Linked DNA regions of Gossypium hirsutum: all the other regions are linked to region 4. Evidence: chromatin contacts called from public Hi-C data. All regions are on one chromosome and are shown on one strand. Each heading gives the region's core, a stretch centred on a gene start, on an enhancer-like site or on the middle of the called end of the contact. The rest is flanking DNA. Distances are from core to core; before and after follow the strand shown. Region 1 holds the start of LOC107945714 (nicotinate phosphoribosyltransferase 2). Region 2 holds the start of LOC107932953 (cysteine proteinase COT44-like). Region 3 holds the start of LOC121224494. Region 4 holds the start of LOC107945403 (ethylene-responsive transcription factor RAP2-10).

The links. A called contact is a pair of places that touch in the nucleus more often than the background predicts.
Region 1: a Hi-C map of leaf shows a contact between it and region 4, with 1.7 times the contacts expected there. The contact joins the promoter of LOC107945714 here to the promoter of LOC107945403 in region 4. A contact is called at or near these places in 3 of 34 Hi-C or Micro-C datasets (all in leaf).
Region 2: a contact with region 4 is called in a Hi-C map of leaf, with 2.6 times the contacts expected there. The contact joins the promoter of LOC107932953 here to the promoter of LOC107945403 in region 4. A contact is called at or near these places in 3 of 34 Hi-C or Micro-C datasets (all in leaf).
Region 3: a Hi-C map of leaf shows a contact between it and region 4, with 2.3 times the contacts expected there. The contact joins the promoter of LOC121224494 here to the promoter of LOC107945403 in region 4. A contact is called at or near these places in 4 of 34 Hi-C or Micro-C datasets (leaf and seedling).

What each region holds. Positions count from the first base shown.
Region 1 is chrD12:30,762,501-30,765,200 of Gossypium_hirsutum_v2.1, forward strand. It overlaps LOC107945714 (nicotinate phosphoribosyltransferase 2), which reads left to right and starts at 1,444. Exons shown (of 15, transcript XM_016879810.2): 1 at 1,444-1,790; 2 at 2,180-2,327; 3 at 2,448-2,567; 4 at 2,687-2,700. The coding sequence starts at 1,615.
Region 2 is chrD12:30,319,599-30,322,298 of Gossypium_hirsutum_v2.1, forward strand. It overlaps LOC107932953 (cysteine proteinase COT44-like), which reads right to left and starts at 1,253. Exons shown (of 4, transcript NM_001327358.1): 1 at 729-1,253. The coding sequence starts at 1,200.
Region 3 is chrD12:30,711,442-30,714,141 of Gossypium_hirsutum_v2.1, forward strand. It overlaps LOC121224494, which reads left to right and starts at 1,340. Exons shown (of 2, transcript XM_041107912.1): 1 at 1,340-1,467; 2 at 1,822-2,249. The coding sequence starts at 1,460. The coding sequence ends at 2,161.
Region 4 is chrD12:30,517,982-30,520,741 of Gossypium_hirsutum_v2.1, forward strand. It overlaps LOC107945403 (ethylene-responsive transcription factor RAP2-10), which reads left to right and starts at 1,317. Exons shown (of 2, transcript XM_041107905.1): 1 at 1,317-2,394. The coding sequence starts at 1,712. The coding sequence ends at 2,230.

The DNA.
Region 1 (2,700 bases), core at 194-2,693, 240 kb after region 4:
ACTCCCCTTTTCGGTTTTTTCCATTTTAGTGAAGTTTTATTTGCTCGTGGTTTTTTATCCTCTTCGGAAGGATTTTTCCATGTAAATATTTGTACATGTCCAATTTCCTCGATTTTCATTCGTGTTCGTTGCATAGTTCGGGTTTGACTCAACATAAAATTAAAAAATAATTTATCAATAAAAAGGAGAAGGTCTCACAATTATCGTTTTATTTGTGGAAGATCGAGAACATTTTATTCAACATGAAAATGACCCTAACAATCTGATAACTATTCCCATTATTCAACAATTGGTTTGATGTTATGTGGTCATTGTGATTTTAGGGGTTTAAACGATTTCTTTTATAATTTCTAATTTTTTATAAATTTTAAATATATTTTATAAATTAATAGAACTTATTATAAAATTTTATAAAATTTATAAATTTTTTATGATTTTTTATTTTTTATAAGTTTATATAATTTTTAATATTTTTATAAATTTTATAAGAAAATATAAGAGTAAATCAATTGATTTTAATGGTGAATGTGGTGAAAGATAAAAATGGTTAATAGGAGACTTAATTGAATTTAATTGAATGGAATAAGTGAATGACCTATAAAACTTTATTTTATCCTTTCATATTTCAAAATTTAAACTTATAATTATTTAATTTCGTTTTTATGAGGCAAAGAACTTGGTAAGGAAAGTCAAAAAGGGAATATGGACGTTTAATATTTTCTTTAATTCTCCAATCTTGGAAATTCCAAAATGTGTTCAAATTTCTAAATCTGTGTTTTCTTGGAAATTCTTCCATAATCACATATTGGTGCAACCGTACATCAAAGTCATATAAAATTTTAATTTTGATAATTGTGCTAATGGTATGCTGAATTAAATAAAAAATTCATGTATAAAATCAATATTTATCCATTTCTATTTTTATCTAATAGAAACATTGAAATAAAATAAAAAATTTCTTACATTTATATGATTCAAAATAGAGTTATACTTTTATAACGATTTGAACCAAAGTCTTTAAAGTTAAAAAGAAATTGTAATTAAATTCATAAATTGAAACTATAAAAAGAAAAAGCGAAAACATCATGTAAATAAATAAAAAGAAAACAATAAAAAACCTTTTTTAAAGAAAATCTAGAATTCCAATCATATGTTAAAATATCAATTGATAAAATAAATTTTTAACAATGACATTTAAGTTCACTTATTTCGAAGTTAATAAAAGTTTTTTTTTTTTTTTTTTTTAAAAAGACAAATCATCCAAGCTCCAATAAAATGGAGAAGATTTGTAAGGTCCACAAAGAAAAGGCAATCTGTACACGTCACGCTCTTAAAGGCTGACTAAGCAGCTATACTTTTCGCTATTTTTGAATTCCTTGTAATCATTTTATTATTATTGATTATTTATTTTAAGATAATTAAAATATTAAACCTTTTCAATTTAGCTGGAATCTAATTCAATTCCAAAGTTTTTTTTATTAATTTTTATTTTCCTCAATTTTCTCACAGAAAAAGAAAAACCAAAATACGATTTCCATCTCATCAACTTTCGTACTTCTTTCTTCTTATGCTCTCGTGAGCCACACGCTTGCTCTCCTCCTCTACCACTATAAAATGCAGGCGGGCGGAAGGATTTTATTTATTACAATGGAGGCCAGAGCGAGTCAAAATGCGGGTCGGGTCATGGACGGCCCAACCAATCCCATGGTCACCCCTCTTCTTACCGATCTTTATCAGTTCACCATGGCTTACGCTTATTGGAAAGCCGGCAAACACAATGAACGAGCCGTGTAACTTTCCAACTCTTCCAATTTCTTTTCATTTTGAATAAAATCTCTTTTTTTTCTCGCTTTCTTATCTATGCTTTGTTTGGCTACTATGAAAAATCGGCTTGGATGTAGATTATGGTTGCTATGTTGTTATTAGTTAGGTAGTTAGTTATAGTTTCTTGTTTCCGCTAGATTTCCTTTTCTTTCTTATTTTCCTTTTGACTTTATCATTCGATGATGTTCAAGTTGGTATTTAGTTCATTTAGCATTAAATAATAGAAAACAAAATTTTAAACTATTGGTATTTTAATTATTCCATGTTAGTTTCGGAAATGAAAAATTCAAAGTATTTCCATTTGGAAAGATCGAATGTTTGAGCTTTTGATTTAAAATTTAAAACGTGCATTCAGGTTCGATCTATATTTCCGAAAGAACCCGTTTGGTGGTGAATTTACAGTGTTTGCTGGTTTGGAAGAATGCATAAAGCTCATTGCTAATTTCAAGTTAACTGAGGAAGAGGTCTCCTTTATCCATAAAAGCTTGCCTGGTTCATGTGAGGTAAACCAAACTAAGTTATAGAGGATTCAAGTAATGAGATTCTGGTTGTAGATCATTTCTTTTCCGACCTTTTCTTGTATATTTAGTGGTTAGCTCATTCATTGTCTTTGCAAATGGCAGGAAGGCTTTTTGAATTATTTAAGAGAAATAGACTGCTCTGATGTTGAAGTGTATGCTATTTCAGAGGGAACAGTTGTTTTCCCAAAGGTTCCCCTACTTAGACTTGAAGGGCCAGTCGCTGTGAGTACGCTTTAACTAAATATTTTGGTCCCATCAGTTTGTCTTGAATTTGGTATTTGTTTTAGGCTCCTTCGTTTTACATCTTGCCTTTTCTCTGTATTTGAATTTGTTGTTTTTAGGTGGTTCAATTGCT
Region 2 (2,700 bases), core at 3-2,502, 200 kb before region 4:
ATTAAAGTTTATGAGTTCATTTGTATGTAATGGAAGTATGAAGACTCCTCTAAATAAAGTAGCAAAATCCTTAGTATTTTAGCTTTTTAATTGGTTTTTAGCTTTATTTGTGAAATTTATATATACACTAATTTTAATTGTTTTATCAGTTGATACACCAACTCCTTTATGAAATTATTAAAATTCCTTAAGTTATATATTATGTGGGTGTTTTTATCCTTTTATACAATAAATAAAAATAAGATTTAAACCTGAAACACAATACATGATCGTTGTAAGTAAAATATCAATTATATTTTATAAAATTTTAATAAATATATTTATCACATTATTTTTTTATTCACATTTCATAAATCTAATGTGTATTTATAATAGATAACGTATGATAATTTTCCCTGTAAAAAGTAAATGTAAAAAAAAATCTAATGTTTTAATGTGACTTAAAAAGCCCCAACTACCAAACTACCGTTCCATTTTCATAACTACCATTCTGCCGCCAATCCGTAGTCCGGTTTTTGATAAGAGGATAAAGGAAAATTAAAGAATGAAAAGAAATCATGAATTTGTTTTTTGGACGGATCATGAAATTAGCATGAAGCCTTAAGTCACAAGTAATCTCATATTCTTATTTGATGTTAGATTAGGATACTTCAATAATTAAAAAAAAGAAGTGCATGGATATAATTATTTTCATTTTGAAGTTAGAAATTACATAAAAATTCACTCACCACAAGATCCTTGATCCTTGACCGGACTAACAGCTCCATGATCTCTCCAGTCTACTGAATCCGGCAAGTTATCGCCGGCACGGTGAGCGTAACGTGAGCTGGGGATCTTGGACTTCATGAGTCGACGTCTAGGGTCAGTCCTGGTGCCCAAGAACTTGGCTCGGTACTCTTGGTTGGTTAAATCAGCAAACTTGTTCAACCCAAGCTTATATGTAGTGTTGTTGTTAGAGTTATGTTCATCAATGAATCTCAAGTTATCCTTAAAGATTTCGAACCTTTTCTCTTCTTCACCGATGCCATTGTAAGCTTTGCCATGTTGGATGACCCAAGATTTGTACAACCCCATCACTTCATCATCGCTTCTCCAGCTTGATGATGATGATGGATGGTTTTGGTTTAAGGTTAGAGTGGATATGTATGTAGCAGAAGATAAGGTGAAGAAGAAAAGGGGGAAAAGAAGGGTTAATTCCATGGGAGATTTGAGAAGGGTCGCTGGAGAGAAAGGGTTGAGGAAATTGAATTGATGAAGAAAAGAAGAGAGGTTGAGGGGGTTTATAAAGACGATGGAAATGGTTTAATAATTCAAAAGGGTAGAACATGAATGACGGTTGGATAATTATATTTGAAAAAGAAGAGGCTTTCGGTGTTGTTGGATCCTTCAATGTATATTGTATGAGAAAAAGGAATAAAAGAGCGAAGGGGCAGCCGAGTCCTTTGGAACTTGGATAAAGCACACTATCGGAAAATTAAATTTATTTTTAAATATATATTTAAGGGTGAAAAATTATCCTTTTACTTAGAGGAAGGGGTTTCCTTTACTCTTCATCTACCAGTCAGATTCCAACCTAAAATGTTCAGTAGAATTGGAATCTGAGATGGAAAAGAAAATAAAAGGAAAAGCATTCTCAACTCTTTTGCTATTTTCAAGAGCAGGAAGTCCATCTACATTTTCGCTTTTTTACTAGTAAACCAGTTACTTCTATCATTCACATTAATTGAAAGTTTTCTTTTTCTTCTTTTTACGATTCAATTTTTTTTATAAAATAATTTTGAACATCACATTTGTTAACTAAAATTCAAACAACTTTCGACTTGAATCTAAGATATCATCTTTTACTTATTGATGAGTACTAATCAATCGTACCAATCATCAAATCATGGAACTTGTTAGCTAAACTTTAAAAAAAAAACCTTAACAACCTGATAATTTAAATAATTTTTTTTTGAATAATTTAGTGATTAAAAAAAACTTTCAAATAATTTAATGATTATTTTATAATTTTAAAAATTAAATGACCAAAATGTAAATTTACTAATAGTTTAATCTATCTTAGTATAATTCACCCTAATTAATATTGGAGTAGAAAAGAGTTACACAATTATATTTTTTAATACAATATTAAAAATAAAATATTAGAAAAATATAGTTTAAATCCGTCTATCTATTTAAGTCAAGATAATAGAAACAGATATAGTTGCAAGTTGCAAAATGTATAAACCTAGAATCTGGTCTAATATTCCAACTTGTTGGTTTATCATACGCTACGCCCCCATACCACTCACATGCTGTCATGTTGTTTTCTCGTTTCTCATCTTATGAAATTCAGTGCAACCTTTTCATTCAAATTAAAAAAAAAAAAAGCCAATTTGCTGAAATTTGTAAAATAGAACACTTAATTGATTTCCTTGCTCCCAATCAAAAATTTCTTTTCGGGGGTTTCAATATGAGCATCCCAAGATAATATTTTTTGTACTTCAAAATTCCAGAATCTATTATACAAATATGATAACTTATCAGTAATTTAGGTTTTATTTGTTTAATTGAAAATGAGTTTTGAAAAACAATGTCTAAAAAGTGATTAATTTTTTTTGAAAATATATATTTTTTAATATTTAGATGAATTTGTATAAAATAATTTTTTATTGTTTGGTAGATTTTTTGAAAATATTTCACAATTAAACAAATATACAT
Region 3 (2,700 bases), core at 90-2,589, 190 kb after region 4:
ATCGGATCCAGTGAGTTAGGGTTCAATATTTTGAAATCCCGAAAAACTTTATATTGATAATGGTATGGTTTAATAAAATGGAAACTTGATGATCTAAATTCATTGAGAAGAATTGAAGCCAAGTGAGTTAGGGCACAATTCTCTCGTGAACTTTCGAATATCAAGCTTCCGTTTTTTTTTAAAAGAATTTGGACATAAAATGATCATAATGCTTTAATGAGAACCAATCTTCACAAACAATATAATTGAATGGCAATGTATAAAAACAATCTAAGCTTAAGCTAGAAGCAATCAAGCAAGTAATAGGCAAAAATCATATTATACAAACATCAATATTGATACTCAAGTATCTAATAAATGAGCAACTAATTTTTCTTTCTTAAAAACTCTCATGGTAGCCAGAAAAATGATAATGAGAAAAAAATGAAAATTTTAAAAGGAAAATTTGATAATAATGTTAAAATAAACAGTACTTAAATGAATTTTAATGGAAAATTTGCAAAAATAAGAAATAAATAAAAAATAAAATAGAAGTGAATAACTAAAATTAATACCAACATTTTGATTTGTATGAATAAAACCTAATGTAAATAACAATATATATGGCAATAAAAAAATAAGTAAAATAAAATAGCAAATAAAAAAAAAACAAGGCTTTCGTGCATGACAAAACATTTGTAATTAATAATATGTTATTATATATAAATACATGTATTAAGAGTGCATTATTTATACATATATAAAATATAAGATAATGTTATGGAGAGATTTTGAGACTAATGGTATATATCCATACGTACATGAACGGAGAAAACGTGTATAAATTGGGCTGAGATAGGGATTAAAACATATATAAAATATTTATAAAAATAGGTAATGAATTCATGGAATGATATATAAAAAAAATTAGCTGATGTATATGAAAACAAATAATCATAATAACACTAAATGAAATCAATAACGATAAACTGACTAATTTAAAAGGGATGGATCTATTCGAAACCAAACAAAATTTTAAGAGTTGATTTGGAACGACTGTGTAGATGATTGAGTTGGAAACTATTTAACATCGAAGGGGTTATTAAAGCAATTTAACGCAAAAATCTTCTCCAGCATGATTTGAATACTCAAAACAGTGCCGTTCAAACTCGGATCTATATGGAACCGGGACTAAATACACAGTACCAAATTAAAGATTAAATAAAATCAAATTGAAGCGAACGCAAAAGAAAAGGGACTTGTCGCGTAAATAGACCGATAAACCCAGGTGCGCGGATCCTACCCTCGGGTCGGGTCACCGTACGGATCTCAGTCTTAAACGGTGTCGCTTTTCAACGCACATAAATGCTCTATTACCCTAACCAGCGGCCCTCTTTTCATTTTCAAAACAGAAATATAAAAAAATGGATCTCTGAATCCCTGCTCAGGCTCCGACGGTGACAGAGAGAGCACGGACTCAATGGCGAGGTATTTCCCCCTTTTTAGTGCTACTGTTTCTTTCTTTACTAAACACCCCCTTTTTGAATCTTAAGCAAAAAAACAAAGTGCTCATAATAAAAGGAAAAAGAAGAACTCAGAAATCACCTTTCTCTTTGATTTCTTTGAATATTTTTTTTACAATCAGTGTCTGTTTTTTCTTTGTATTTTTTTGTATATTTTTTATATGCCCCCGTTTACAGCATTCGAGTGGCCTTTTTATGGCCCCCCTTTACAAAAATGAAATGAAAAGAAAAAAATAAAATAAAATGCTCCCCCCCCAAATCCCCTATGTTGCCCCTATTCTGCTATCTTTCTCTGCTTGTTTTCTTGTGTATTTTGCAGGTACGAGGGCAGAGGCCGACGTGGCGTGTACGGAGGCAAAACGAGCAGTGGTGGCGTATGTGCGAAGGCGCGCACGCTGGCAGAGGCTCGGCACGTGAGGACGAATGCCCTGGGTGGCTGCGGCGTGGCACGTATAGAGGCTAACTGGTGTGCGTGGAGGCTACTAGGGTTTGCCACAGTGCATTATGATATTGGGCCTTTTGTGCTGAATCGGTTTGCTGGGTTTAGGTTTAGGGCTAGGCTAATTTGGGTAGTTTGGGTTAAAATGAGTTGGGCCACATTGGGCCTTTGTAACTGGACATTTTTATTATTTAAATCTGGTTTTAAAATGCCCGGGTAAAAATTGGTTATTACATAAACAATTCACAACCTTATTTTTTTTAATATGTGAGATTGTGCTATTTCCATAAATGAGACTTGTTTTTCCATATAGGGTGTTCTCTTGATTGTTATGTCCAAGTTTTCTTGGATTTTCTATATTGTGTTTCAAGATTTTTGTGATAAAATGAAATCTTTACTTCTAATTTATTAAAAAAAATCAAACGTTGCTTAGAGAATCATAAACTTGTACTCCTTTTTAATTATTGTAAAATGTAGATGTTTAATCTATTCAACTTTACATTTATGAGAAGAAGGGTTTATGTAGATTTTTTGTGCTAAATCAACCATTTTAATTTGTTTTGAATCTAAATTAATTTTTAATTAAATGAGGATTCAAAATTTTAGGCATTAATATAAATTCTTGAAATTTAAATTAAGGGTCAAATTAAAGTTTTGATCTAACTTTGGGTTAATTTGAATTTGGGATTGAGTGTTGATGTTTAGAAGGATTGGATTAATAGTTGAAGTTGCTCAGTTTAAATGGAATTCATTTTATTC
Region 4 (2,760 bases), core at 67-2,566:
ACAATTTTGAATTCACCAACAACTTCCCAAAGGCTTTTAATTATGTTCTCAAGTGCCCGATACCCAATTGTTCAGCCAAGAAAACGAACAATAAGCATTTGGTGCATACTCTGATCAGTTAGACCATGAACTCTTTTAGAAAAGCAAATATCTAGATAAGGGTCATCCGTTGAGATATGCACATCATCTTCATGTAGAGCTATCTCATTATCATCCAAGAACCCCTTCTGTCTTATTGTCTCCATGTGCATTTGCCATAAACTTCTCCTTAAAGATTGCCTCCTCCATTTCCAAGTCATCACTATTCACAAGTAATGGATCCTTATTCTCTACATTCTTCACAGCTCGCTCTAACTCAGCCCGTGGTAGAGAGATTTCTTTAACTTCTTTACCAACAATAAATGCTTATGGCTTGCATAAAAATTAAAACCAAAACTGATATAAATGAAAATTCGATATTAAACATTTTAGTTGACAATACAAATATAAATACACCTTCAAACAGTTAAAATGTGAAATTAAAAACCCACTGATTACAACTACAAGTTCAGTATGTTCAAGACATCCGCGTTCCACCCGTCAATTATTTATTTCTATGTTTCAGAATTCTAAAAAACTCCAATTAACAATGAAAGCTATAAATTTTAACAAACGTGCTAAAAAAAGTTTATAAACTAAAAAGTAGAAAGACAAAAAAGCCCATCCACCCATTGCGTGGAGAGAAAGTCAATTCCTAACGGTATCTATCCACCGACCGAACACCGACCTACCCTATCTCTTAGCTCTTGCTCGCCTACTCACTCCTTTAAAAACAAAATTATTATAATAAAAAGATGGCAAAACAAACAAAGATAGAATCATTATCATGAAATTGAGTTTAATTATTGATTAATTAAAAAAGGTTGAGAAAACGAAAAAGTAATTTCCTTTTTAAAACCCTTTGAAATTCACTTCACTTGCCCACAAAACGACAATTCCTCCAATCCCTCCATCACCGCCTTCCTAATCACTTAATTGTTTGCGTGATCAAGTTTTTTTTATGTATTCTTTAATTAATGATTAAAGTATACTGTAGTGTGAAATCTTAGCTAAACAAACACCTAAGGACACCGGTTTCATCTCTCTATTTTAATATGAAAGAAATGAGATTAATAAATTCTATTTTGAAAGCATCGCAATAAGAAAACAAAATCATAAACTAATATTTAAACAATAAATTAGGTGTAAAATAAGTTTGAAATCAAAGATAATAAAAGAAGATGGAAGACAATAAAATTCATATTTATATGCCAATGACAACCCCAACATGCCATGCTTTAAAGCATCCAAGTCCACGCCCCGTTTCCCTTTTTCCCCCAGTTATAACAATTACTAAGAATAATAATATTGTGTATGTTGTATTTATAACAAAATTCCCTTACTCCACATAGATTTGTGTCGGTGAATTTGGATCTTCTCTTTTATAGTTTTTTTTCCTTCTCTTTCTCTCTGCCTTTCTTTGTTTGTTCTAACATATAACTTTGTTGTGTCGGAAAAACATTACATTTCAAACACGACACAACCAAACTAACTATGTCATCTCCAACTCTCCATTCTTCTCCTCCCCCTTCATAGTTCCAGCTTTCTTCCCCTGTTCTAATAAAAACCCAAGCCTCCCGACTACACAACCCAGAGTTGAGGAACATAGGATTTCTCCAATAATTTGCAAGGCATGGAGAATGGAACAGGAGTTGTTGCTTCAAGGGAGAGTTCGAGGAAGTCCACGGCGGAGAGGCCTTACAAAGGGATAAGGATGAGGAAGTGGGGGAAATGGGTGGCTGAGATTAGGGAACCCAATAAACGGTCGAGGATTTGGTTAGGGTCTTATTCAACACCTGTTGCGGCGGCTCGAGCTTATGACACGGCGGTTTTTTACCTGCGTGGACCGTCGGCGAGGTTGAACTTTCCTGACCTTTTGGCGGGAGAGAGAGTTGGCAGCGCCGGTGGCGGCTCTCTCGGTGGGGATTTGTCAGCGGCTACTATAAGGAAAAAAGCTATTGAAGTTGGTGCTAGAGTTGATGCTCTTGAGGCAGCTCACCACCACCACCACCATCATAATCATCGTGGTCATAATTATAATCATGGTTATGACGAAGAGTTGAAGCCAAGTACAGGCGGTTTTTTACATCGGGTTGACTTGAACAAGATGCCCGACCCGGAAGATTCAGATGGTGAATGGGAAAGGAAATAGGAAGTTAAAAAAAAATTGATTGAATCATGACCCTCCAACTTTTATGATGTAATTTTTGTTCCGTCTCTTTTGGCGGCTACCCCGAGGGAAAAAAGGAAGGGGAAAAGGGAGGTGGTTGCTAAAATGCACCGGGGGCAATTCCTATCATGCACACTGTAGTGGAGGTAAGTCTAGGTTACGCTGAAAAAATGATGAAACCTTTTGTATTAATTATTAGTCGTAATGAAAAATCTTTTTGGTTTTTCTATTTAGGCAGTTTTTCTTTCATTGGTGGGATTTGACGGTGGTAAAAAATTTGACCACTGGAGAAAAAGAAAAAGGATAATTGTATATTTGGCTCTAACCTCTAATTTCTATACTTCATTTACAGGGTTTTTTTTTATTATTAATTTGGTTGTGCTTATATAGGAAGCCTCTTCACTGTGATTCAGTAAAAAAGATATATAATTACTTTGGTGTCACTCCTGTTCTTCGGGGAGAGTGGAGGGACCAGATGTGCAAGTTGAAGCGACATATAGTCTAAAGATCAC